2 separate regions of the Sus scrofa genome follow, and region 2 is linked to region 1. A link is a contact called in public Hi-C data. All regions are on one chromosome and are shown on one strand. Each heading gives the region's core, a stretch centred on a gene start, on an enhancer-like site or on the middle of the called end of the contact. The rest is flanking DNA. Distances are from core to core; before and after follow the strand shown. Region 1 overlaps FBLN1 (fibulin-1). Region 2 has its middle 22 kb from the start of FBLN1.

What was found. Hi-C and Micro-C count contacts between places; a contact is called where the count stands out from the background.
Region 2: a Hi-C map of omental adipose tissue shows a contact between it and region 1, with 2.1 times the contacts expected there. The contact joins two enhancer-like sites. A contact is called at or near these places in 1 of 5 promoter capture datasets (liver), 22 of 47 Hi-C or Micro-C datasets (alveolar macrophages, brain, embryonic fibroblasts and 12 more) and 1 of 2 datasets of contacts at active chromatin or transcription factors (skeletal muscle).

The regions. Positions count from the first base shown.
Region 1 is chr5:3,875,949-3,881,552 of Sscrofa11.1, forward strand. It overlaps FBLN1 (fibulin-1), which reads right to left. Exons shown (of 17, transcript XM_003125955.6): 14 at 5,115-5,238. Among named protein-coding and RNA genes, the nearest start is that of FBLN1, 48 kb to the right of the region's middle. Within about 2 kb of position 1,668, at least 22 of the 83 cell types and tissues checked have an H3K27ac peak or open chromatin away from gene starts, as enhancers often do. A contact at or near this core is called in omental adipose tissue and retroperitoneal adipose tissue, where this site is marked.
Region 2 is chr5:3,946,426-3,952,597 of Sscrofa11.1, forward strand. No RefSeq gene overlaps it. Among named protein-coding and RNA genes, the nearest start is that of FBLN1, 22 kb to the left of the region's middle. Within about 2 kb of position 3,631, at least 19 of the 83 cell types and tissues checked have an H3K27ac peak or open chromatin away from gene starts, as enhancers often do. A contact at or near this core is called in omental adipose tissue and retroperitoneal adipose tissue, where this site is marked.

The DNA.
Region 1 (5,604 bases), core at 418-2,917:
CACAGGAATCCTTTCAGCTACTTGGCCATGGGCCACTCGGAGCTCTTAGAAAGGACAGCCCTCGGAATGAGCTCCACACTAGTAAAGGCACGCGAGGGGCAGGAACCCCGAGGAGGAGGCTCCTGCATGAGAAGAGCAGGGCCCAGAGGCAGAGGCAGTGATAGGAAAGAAGGCAGGCATCGGGGCTGCTGAGGGGCGCCCACCCCCAGAGACACCCAGGTCCAGGCCAAATAAGAGTGTGCCCGGCGACTGGGGAGAGACCGCGGGACGGTGCCTGGCCTCGTGCTGGGTACATCGGGGCTTCTCCTCTGCCAAGCTGCCCTCACCGTCCTTATTCTACTGACCGGAAGACCGAAGCTCGGTGAGGACACGGGACTTCCCCAGGACCTCACAGTCTGTGCTAACTGGCAGAGGCAAGGTCAGCTTGTCTCACTCCAAAGACTGTACACACACACACACACCCACACACGCGCACACCCACACACGCACGCACCCCCCACACACACCCCGCTCCAGCTGCTTCAGGAAGGGCCTGGGGGTCTGGCCAGCAGGTGGCGCTAGAGTCCCCTTCATGTGCCTTCGGTTTTCCCCCATCTCCCACGTGCAAGGCCAGGGGTTGGCTATTGCCAGGGGACGAACCCCGCGTGCGCATGCGTGGAAGGCAGGGGGCGTGAGCGGTGTGCGAGGTTCTGGTACAGCCCCCGCGGCCATCGCACACCCGAGAGCGGGCCACGTCTTCCTCTTCGATGAGCTCCCTGCCCCCAAACCCACAGAGTCGTTAACTGGAGCCCCCCAAAGCCTTTCCTCACTCTGGGCATTTCTGGGCCTGGCTCCTTCGGGACACTCACGTCCCCAGGGCAGGAGCGTGGCTCTTTGGCTTTTTCTCCCAGCAGCAGCACCAGCTGGACGCCTACCATGTGCTTTCTTCATGTGCACAAACCAGCATGGCCCCGTCCCGGCTCCGACCGGCCTATCCTGCTCCACCCCTACTTGCTGAAACAGCCCAGAGAGCAAACCAACCGCAGCCGGGAGGCTGGCTGTCCGGCTGGGGATGGCACGGAAGTCTCGGTGCCCGGGGGTCTGGGCCGGGGAGGGGCTGCCGCGGCTGCATTTCCTCCAGAGCAGGGGAGCCCTGGGCCCCTGGGACCCGACACCTCGGTTTCCATCTCAACTCACGTGACACAACAACACGCCCCAATGTTTCAGTTCAACAAATTTGATCAGGACACCCCAAGTTCCATGAAAACGCATCTGCTGCAAGGCGCCCCACACCAGAGGCAAACAGGGTCCTCCGGCGGGGTCCCTTCTCCTGGGAGGCACAGCGTTCCGGCCGCCCCCAGGCCGTCTGCTGGCAGTTCCCCGACTTTCGTGCTCCCGTCATCCTGGCCGCTCTTCTGGACACAAGCCCCAGGAACCGGCCAGGGCAGGGCTCCACCCGCTCTGTCCACCAGCATCACACCCTGGGGCCGGGAGCCGCGCCAAGCAAGGCCGCTCAGCCCGGCTCTGCCTTCCCAGACCACTGGTGGGGTGAGGAGGATGTTTTTGGCCCCGTCTCCGCTCCAGGACCCGGCACATTCCTCCGGTGGGTCGGAGGGAATTGTGTGGTCAGCATCTTAACAGCCCGGCCGGTCCGTGAGGCCCAGGCCTGTGGTTTGCGGCCCAGCCTGCTGGGTCATGCTCCAGTTACCACCCTCGGCCACCTGGGAGACTGGCCAGAAAGCGGCTGCGAGCAGAGAGAGAGGACTGGCCGGAGAGGGACAGGGACAGGGACAGAGACAGAGACCCTCAAATCCTGCCTGTCAAGGCTTCCTGCGTGTTAACCACTGAAGGGCTGGCCGCTCGTTTCTTTCTCAAACAGCTCTGTTTTTTTCTTTTTCTCTTTTCAGGGCCGCACCCGCGGCATATGGAGGTTCCCAGGCTGGGAGTCGAATCTAGCTACAGCTGCTGGTCTACACCACAGCCACAGCAATGCCTGATCCAAGGCATGTCAATGACCTACCCCACAGCTCACGGCAACGCCGGATCCTTAACCCACGGAGCGAGGCCAGGGATCGAACTTGCATCCTCATGGATACAGATCAAGTTCATTAGAGCTGAGCCACAAGGGGAACTCCTCTAATACAGCTCTTTTAAATTTTGCAAATTGTTTTCTAAAGGTCAGGTAATAGATTCCTTATAAGGATGTTTGCCGAGAAGGAAAAGGCCCATAAAAGAGAAAACTCCAGGCTGAGTTGTCCGCAGCGCTGAGGGAAGGTTGGCCTCTGCTCACCTGGAGCTTGGCCTGCGTCCTGCCCACATCAGTGCCTTGTCCCCATGTCACACTAGGCTAGGGGTGCTCCTGTGGTCCCAGAGTAACTCTCCTGAATGGAAATGGGGCAGCCAGGACAAGACCCCCTGAGGCCCCTCAGCCTGGGAGTCCAGGCCCTGCCCCCACTTCCTGTGCCGGACGCTGGGCTCCTGGCTGCTCTGATTCCTCAGCAGTGTCAGCAAAGGAGAAATTGTAACCAAGCCCTGCACTGTGCGCAACAGGAATGGGCCCTGGACCACACAGCCCCTGGGGAGCCCGTGTCTTGTCTTCCCTTGGGAAGGCTGAGCAGCCCTAGCCTTGGCCGGTCCCAGTCAGCCCACAGGGCACATAGTCAGCAGCAGAGCCGGAGCTGCGGAGCTGCTCTGAGGAAGCTCTGTATTCTGAGAACGAGGCGGCCAATTCTCAGCCTCCTCGCCACCACTGTTCCCTAAGCACGGATGCCGGCTCGGGGCTGGGCACCTGGAGCTCGTTACCGCTAATCCTTGTTAATCCCCAAGGCAGTGACCAGCGGGGGCTGCCAGAGCCGTGTTACCGAGACAGAAGGGGCCCTGGGTGGCCAAGACCCAAGGTCACGGCACCGAGGAGCAGGACTGTCAGGTCCTGACACGGGGGCCACCGCCCACCTTCCCGCCGTCCATAACAACTGGCAGTCAATACACCTTGGGGCGCCTCCCCACACTCCCAGGGCTGAACCCAGCAAGCGGTGTGGCAGTTGGCTCTGCCACAATCACAGGTCGTCCCACAGGAACCCAGGGGGGCAATACCAGCACCCCCTTTACAGCAAGAAGTTCACAGGATCTATTCCCAGTCAAGGTCAAGGGGCCTGGAATGGACTAGGCTGGGAAGCAAACCTAAGTGAGCCCGACACCCAAGCCAGATCGTTCCAGAAGGAAACAGCATCTCCACTAGGCTTGGGAATAGCCACAGGGGACCCTCACACCCTCCCCAGCTCCACTTGCTTCCCGGCCTCTGCTCCGGTGCCAGGTGGTGCTGGCGAGCAGAATGTGTGTCACCGGGGCAACGGTCTTCCCTGGGGGGCTGCCTGGAGCCTCCTCCTCCCCGCTCCTCTTCACTGTGGGTGGGGGCCCGCTTCCTGCCCTTAATACAGAGACTGCTGGAGCCCCCACTTTATCCGCCCCCAGAGGACAGGCTGACACATCCCCGGGATGGGACAGACCAGGCCCTGGGGCATCACCCGCTCTGTCAGCAGAACGCGGTTCTGCTTCCTTGCTGGGAACCCTCCTGTTCCCCCTTAACGCATGTCCACACCCCACTCCAAGCCCACCTCCGCTGCCTCCCTCTCTGTCTGACTCCTCTTCCCTCCTCATTCAAGCATCACCACCTCCGGGCATCCCTGCCTTGTGCCTCCAGCCGGGCAGGGCCCTCCTCTCAGCGTCCCTGCACTCTGCAGCCACTGTGGTTCCTGCCTACGCTCCTCCTGGGTGCAGAGCAGGAGTTGGGGGTCTTTGCGGGCCCACTGTCTGTCCGGATGCCCGCACGTAGTGGGCTCGAGATGAACCATCTCCCCAGATGAGTAAAGGACTTTCCCTGGCACCAGCGGGGGCTGGCGAGGTGGGGCGGGTGCAGCCAAGGATTCCACAACTTGCATCCGGCCGATTTCGGCTTCAACCTCAGCGCCAGCCTGCCAGCCCCCACCCCGGCTTAGGAGGAGGGAGGACCCCCTCCCCTGTGGCTTTCGTGGCTGTGTGTGAGTTAGAGGCCAAGAGCAAACAGCCCATCTTCAGGAAACCTCAAGCCCAGACACAGGCAAGGGCCTGGGAGTGTGGGAATCTGGACAGACAGCCACACAGCCTCAAACGGAGGACACAGATCTCTCTTCACGGCTCTGGGGGCACCAGCCCTGCCCACCAAGCTGCTGCTGGGCCCACGGGCTCCTGGGAATGCTGTGCCCTTGCACGCCCAGTTCTGGGGCAGCTTCCCCTAACCAGCTAGAAGGCAGCTGGGGAACCAGAGGGGACCGGGGGGGGGGCAGATGAGCACCCCAATGTCGGGAAGGACAGCAAGCCCCTGAGCGGCTCCCGCTCTGGCAATCCACCAGGACAGCCAGAACTGTGGACGTGAGCAAGTGGACGCCGGGGCCTGGCACTGACCCTCTGGTGGGAGGAGCAGGAGCAGGCTCAGGAGGCGAGTCACCCAGGCAGCCTGGCGGTGGCTTTGAGCACTTCCTGGGACACATGTCTGTGCTCCTGACATTGGCTCCCACCGCAGGGCTTTTCCTGAAACACCTGCCAGGGGCACTAATACGATAAGAGGTGGGGTCGTGTGTGGCAAGACAGAGGGTCCTCACTTGAGGAACGGGGTTCCTGGACACCCCAGCAGACACCCCGGGGGCCTGAGAGGGGCAGGCTCACAATGACATGTGGACGCACAGTGACAAGCTGAGGACACAGCACCTCCCGAGCTGTCCGCGCAGTCACTGGGCTGAATGGAATCTGGCTTCCCCCCCCCCGTTTCATCTACAACGGCACCCCAGCAAGTCACAGCAGCTCGCCCACAGTCATGGCCACCTTCACCCGACCCAGAGCACGCGCTGACACCTGCGGCTCACAGATGCGGAAACTGAGGCCCAGACCCTGGCCCGAGGTTTCCCCCGGCAGAGCGAGAGGTCACGACCTTGGCTTCCTGGGACCCGTCTCACTGGCAGGTGGGGGCCTGAGAACCAGGGCTCCTGGAGTTTCCCAGGAGCCACGTGGGAGGGCACAGCTCATTAACTCCTGGCCCGGGCGGGGAGCCGGGCCCCGGCAAGGCCGACCCAGACAGACGATCGCGGGGCCCAGGGACTTACGTGTCTGCGGAGCGGCGGTAGTTCTCAGGACACTCGAAGGCCAGGCAGCGGAAGCTGCCCTGGATGTTGAAGCAGGTCTCGTTGATGGAGCAGTTGTGGATGCCGGTCACACACTCGTCGATGTCTGCGGGAGACCCCGAAGCAGCACCGTGAAGGCCAAGGCCCCCCCGGCCACCCCTGTCCACGGCTGGGGGTGCCCGGACCTCCCGCCAACCAGGGTCGGGGGAGGTCAGCCCATCCTTGCCGTCTGCTGGCTGCTCTTTCATTTATAAGTGACTTAGATTTAAATCTAAATGGCTGTTAGTCACAGTTCCCGGGGCGAGCGTGATGACGGTGACATCAAACGCTCTCTGATGGCCCTGGTTTTGCAGGAATAACGCACTTGATTCTCACAACAAGTCGATGAGGCAAGGGCTGTGCTTATCCTCGTTTTAGGGACGAGCACACAGAGGTTAAGCGACTGGCCCAAGGTCACATATTTTGTAAGTGG
Region 2 (6,172 bases), core at 2,381-4,880, 72 kb after region 1:
TTCTTCCAGCTCCCGCCTCTCGGCATCCCCCGGTTATCCACAGCTACACCTGGGGAACCGGGCTTCCAGAGAGCTCTTCGCTCTGTTAACTTCGCGCCATCCCTTCTGCCCCACACCCCCACACACCCCAAGACTGGCTGAGCACGACACAGGCAGGACGGCCAAGCTCAGTGCTTCTCGGGGTCAGTAGCCCCTGAGGGCCCAACCACACATGGCCACAGATGGGTCATCACTTTGTGGTACCGGGGCTGTGGGGGGTGGGGGGTGTGGGGGTTGCATGTAGGTGCCACCTAGGCATTGCTGCATGACCTACAGGCCGATGCCAAGACACCACGCTGCTGTGGTCTCAGAAATCGCCCCTCAGACTTAGGCGTTACACTCATGGACAATTTTAGCAGCCACAGAAGGCAGTTATGCTGTCATTCCAGAGTGAGGTGCTTTGGAGTATGAGAGGTCCCTTCTTTTGGCTCCTCTCAACTCAGAAAGCCCCGACCCAGGGCTCATGGAATGCTGTCACCGCCAACCTGAACTCGTCTCCCGGGAGGAAGGGGGCGGCCGTGGCCCCACGCTCAGCAAGCATCCTTGGCCGGGCCTCACCTCGGTGATTGGCCAAGAACGTGGCGTCTGGCAAACGCGGGGCACCAAGCAAGCCCGAGAAAAGACAGGCAAGAGTCCTGCAAGCGTCAGATCTAGAAAGATGCTGTATACAACAAATGCTAGGTTCATGGTTCGAAGTACCAGCGGGAGCTGAACCTGGGATGCCGGGGGTGGACCGGTAGGCCCTTCCCGGACACTCACCGCCAGACCCTGCCCACAGCAAGCAGGCCCGTCTCCTAGGACCCACTCTCGACGGCAGGAGGTAGACAGTGAACACAGAGGAACTGCAGCGGTACGTGGTGGGGACAGCGAGGCTCAGGGGGAGGAAGGAGGGAGCGGTTCCAGAAAAGACACCAGAACCCCAGTGTTCCAGCAGGTACTGAAAGGTAAGGAAGAGGGGTCCGTCAGGCAGACCAGGTAGGACAGGCCGCCTGTGCAAAGACCCAGAGCCATGGGGTGGGGCCGGTGGGAGGGGGGGCGCAAGTGGAGCCGGGTAGGTGGGGGCCAGGAGCAGAGGTGGCTGCAGGGACGCTTCGGAGCCACACCCACCTGCTCTGACGTCCTACGGCGGGGGGCGGGGGGCGGGGGGGTACCCGGAGGATTGAGCCGAGTGATGGGGTCAGATTTGGGTTCTGGAAAGACGCTTGGCTCCAAGGTCCCTGTACTGTCAAATGACAACCTCAGTTTCCCCATCTGTTAAATGGGGATAATGACAGGACCTACGTCGTTGGGGTTGGGTGGGTTAACTGAGTGGATGTAGGACCAGATGTGCTTAGGACGGTGTCTGGCACTTTGCGAGCACAGGTCACTAGGACCCATTTCACAGCAGTGTCACCGTTGTCATTGTCAGGGCCTGGAGCTGGATGGCAGGCTCAGGAACACGTGGCCTGGGCGCTTGTGACTGACAGCCTCCTGGCTGAGTGTGACGCTGATGCTGCACACAGACGCAGGGCCGAGGGGTAAATGGTGGCCCCGGTGCCACCCACTGCAAGCTGGGCAGGCTGGGTGCCTGGATGCAGGACGACACCCAGCAGAGAGCAGATGCCCTTTTCTTGGTCTTTTTCTTTGATTTTTTTTTGTCTTTTTAGGGCCGCACCTGTGGCATATGGAAGTTCCCAGCTGCCTGCCTACACCACAGCTCACAGCAACACCAGATTCTTAACCCGCTGAGCGGGCCCAGGGATGGAACCCGAATCCCCGTGGATAGAGTTGCATTCTTATCCCGCTGAGCCACAATAGGAACTCCAGATGCCCTTTTCCAATTTGCCAAGCCCCCCATTGGGAGAGGGGGCTGGGGGCCTTTCTGAATTCCTGCCTGACATCCTGGAGCCCCCAGAGCAGTAAAGGGGGCTTCACTGTCGCTGCCATTGGGGGTGAGGGCTGGAAGCCAAGCAGACGTGTCTGAGTGATGTTGGGGGTTGGGGGGCGAATTAGGAGGGAGGCCCGCCCCCTCGAGACCCCAGTTCAAGGCCCCTTCGGTGGAGCACATGCCCAAGGCCAGTTAGAGGCCCATGGATCCCACATTAAAATAAAATCCTCAGGAGTGGAGTTCCCACCATGGCGCAGCGGAAACGAATCCAACAAGGAACCATGAGGTTGTGGGTTTGATCCCTGTCCTTGCTCAGTGGGTTAAGGATCCGGCGTTGCTGTGGCTGTGGTGTAGGTTAGCAGCAACAGCTCCGACTGAACCCCTAGCCTGGGAACCTCCATATGCTATGGGTGTGGCCCTAAAAAGACACAAATAAAAAAAAAAAACCACAGGAGTTCCCTGGTGGCTCAGCTGGTTAAGGATCCAGTGTTGTCACCGCTGTGGCACAGGTCTGACCCCTGGCCTAGGAACTTCCACATGGCATGGGCGCATCAAATACATATATACATACATACATATATAAAATAAAAATAAATAAAATCCGCAGAACTTCAGAAGTCGGCATCTGCTGACGTGTGTGTCCTCCAGCCCCCAGCTGAGCGTCATGTTCAACACAGAACTTAGAGTCAAATAAACCTGGATTCAGATCTCAGGGTCCCCCTGTGGCGGGGGCTTGACCCCCTAGGGCTTGGCCGTCTCCTCCAGCACATGGTGCGATGACAGCAGCTCCACAGCACAGCGTAGACGGGAGCCCAGCATGAACGAACACCTCGAGGGCAACTAGCATGGTGCCTGGCACAGAGCAGACGCCCCAGAAATGCCAGCCACGCGCTGTCCATCCCACCTGGGGAAACCTGCATGGAACATTTTCCACGACAACCAGAAAACGTTAGAAGCTTGCAGTGTGGCCAGGTTTATTTAAATCAGCTAGCGGCAGGAAAAGTTGATTCAGGAATGTGAGTGTTTGATGATCTCCCCAGGTGGGAGGGAAAAATATTAAATGACAAAAACAAACTGAGAAACATTCTTGAGGGAAAGAGAGAAAGAGGGAGAGAGAGAGAGAGAGTCCTGTTCATAGCGCTGCCTAAATATAGCAGCGCGTATTTTTGTCGATGGCAAAAAGGGTGCCCAACCTGCAGAAGAAAATCCTGCTGCTTCCCAGATTTTCCGACTAGCTCTTTCTTGAATCAAAGTGGCCAGGCACGTCTGGACGCCTCCAGCCGAGGGAGTGTCAGCCTGTGAACCTTTGTGCTGGGCGCCGTCCAGGGCAGAGGGACAAAGCCCAACAATTTTCCAGCCCTTCCCAGAAAACCCAGTGCAGCAGCCCAACGGCAAGACCGCGGTCTTCCCACCTCCAAGGGCCTTTTTTTCCGTCTGCATCTTAAAAAAGAAAAGATGAACACGGCTCCACAAAGGGCCCTCAGAGGCAGAATTTGGTCCAAGAGCTTCACAAACAAACGGGAGGCCCTGAGCGCCCCCAAGCCCCTAATTGGGAACAGGTTAGCGGAGGCGTCCGCAGGGAGTTGCCATGTGGTCTCCGACAGCGGCCTTCCCCACCGAATTCTTTCGCTTTGATTTCGACATAAGCCACAACAACACCATGCAGAACCAATTATGCCCGGCTCCGCAGAGGAGGCTGCGACTCCAGTCGGGGTGGCTGGAAGTGGCCGCCCTGGGCCAGCCTCCTCTGCGGGGGGCCACCCCCCTCTCTGCCCTGTGACCCTCCTGTGCCCAGAGCCCAGCCTGCCCTCCCAAAGGAAAACCACACAGCATTTATCATGAGCGCGATGAAACGCTGGAGCCTTCTGTGGGTGGCCGACAAAGTGTTGACCACAGAGCTGACCACTGGTAGGGAGCAGCTGTGGCATCAACGTTTTGGAAAGAGCGGTGGGGGGTCCATTTGTATTGAATGAGTGGATAATTTGGGACTTCCCTCAGGGAAAGCAATCAACAGCTGGACAAAGACCTTCGGGGCGGAATCCGAAAGAGGTGCTTCATAGGGAGGGTGGGGGTTGGATTGGGGGGGAGCTGCTGGGTGGTGGAGGCTGTTTGGCATCTGATTGAATAATGCACCTGTGGAGTTCCCTGGTGGCTCAGTGGGTTAAGGATCTGGCGTTGTCACCGCTGTGGCGTGAGTTTGCTCTCTGGCCTGGGAACTCCCACATGTTGTGAAATGAGTAAATAAACTGCACCCATGACCTCTTTCAGCAAACATCTAAGAATGTCAACGTTGAGTTCAAATCTTGGTTCCACCATTGACCGACTGTGTGACCTCGGGCCAGCCACTTAGCTGACCTGGGCCTTGATTTCTCACCCACCAATGGGTATGATCACTGTGGGCAGCCCACAGGCTGTTGTCACGATTGCACGAGACAATGCAAACAAAATGCTTAGTGCATAGCTAGGATGCAGCAAGTATTAGCTGTTCCTACAGTCCTGCAAGTGGGGTCACCACGGTGAAAAACCCACACTGAGCTCATCAGCTTTGCCCTTTGGGTGTCCCGGAGCAGACCGGGGGCGGGGGGAGCCAGTTTATGGAAACGGAGCTATGCATTCACCTAGCAAATATTTAGTTCCGAGCCGCCTTCTAAGAACGAAGCAAAAGGAAGCAAAGGCATATAAGTCCGTTACTCGTCAGAGCCCCTTGAGGCTGCAAGAGGTGGGCCTCTCGGCACTGCAGGGATGCTGGCCCGGGCCCAAGCAGCCAGCTCCAGGTGAGGGGTGGCGGGGCCCAGGGGCGTCTCTGTCCCCCTTCAGGATTCCCAAGTGCAAAGCCCAAGCGAAAGGCTGCCAGGAATGGAAAGCGGCGGGGGTGGGAGAGCTTGTAGCCTGGCTTATCAGTCTAGTGCCTGGCACTGCCCCACCACTGTCCTGCTCACGCTGGGTCGGCTTCCCCTGACCATAGGCCTCGCTCCATTCTTTTGGCCTTTTTTAAGGCTCAAGGTTTTCTCAAGCTGGCCCTGCCCCTCTCTGGTCCCTCCTTCTGGAAATATTCCTTTGAGTCATTACTAACTACCCATCCTCCACCATCCTGTTACAGGGGCCAGGATCCTGCCACCAGACCATCAGTTCTATCATCCAGGATGTGATGGGCTGGAAGAAGGGGCAGAGTCTTCCCCCAGGGTGTCCTGGTCTCAGGGCGGGTCCTAGAAGGTCCCTTCTCATATTAAATCCAAGGTACAAATTGTTGTTATTTACTTTTTTCTTGGAAGGTGGAGTTAAGTGGAGAAACACGGATTCATGTTCCAGTTCAGTTCTCCGAAAGGTCCTCGGCCAAGGTGGATCTAGCTGGGTCTTTCTTTTTTCTTTTTTTTTTTTTTTTTTTGTCTTTTTGCATTTTCTAGGGCCGCTCCCGCGGCATATGGAGGTTCCCAGGCTAGGGGTAGAATCAGGAGCTGTAGCCATCTGCCTATACCACAGCCACAGCAATGCTGGATCCAAGCCGCATCTGCGACCTACATCACGGCTTCACAGCAACGCCGGATCCTTTAACCCACTGAGCAAGGCCAGGGACCGAACCCGCAACCTCATGGTTCCTAGTCGGATTTCTTAACCACTGTGCCACAACAGGAACTCCTGGGTCTTTCTTTTTCTTTCTTTCTTTCTTTCTTTTTTTTTTTTTCACAGCTGCACCTGCAGCATAAGGAAGTTCCTGGGCTAGGGGTTGATTCGGAGCTGCAGCTGTTGATTGCAGCCACAGCCCCAGCAATACCAGATCTGAGCCATATCTGTGACCTATACCACAGCTTGGGCAACACGGGGTCCTTAAGTCACTGAGCGAGGCCGGGGATGGAACCCGCATCCTCATAGATCTAGTTGGGTTCTTAACCTGCTAAGCTACAGGGGGAACTCCAATCTGGGTTCTTCCAAAGATCGGTCCGGCTGGAAGAGTAGGGAGTGGGCTGCAGAGGTGTGCAAGAGGAGGCTACTGCGATGGTTCAGACTCCAGAGGAGGACCCCAAACCGGGTGGGGGCCAGGGGAAGAGGGGAGCAAAGCGGAGAGGAGAGGGCCAGCTCTTGATTGATGTGGGGGCCGCATGGGCAGTGGAGGGGAAAATCAGGACCGATTCCCAGAGGTCCTGCCGGGACGAGGTGGCGCCTTTCATCCATGTGGAATTCAGAGAGAGCGAAGTAGGTTTGGTGGACGTGCTGAGTTGGAGAGGCCTGGGGACATCCAGGTGGGGAACCTAGGGGTGGACGAGGAAG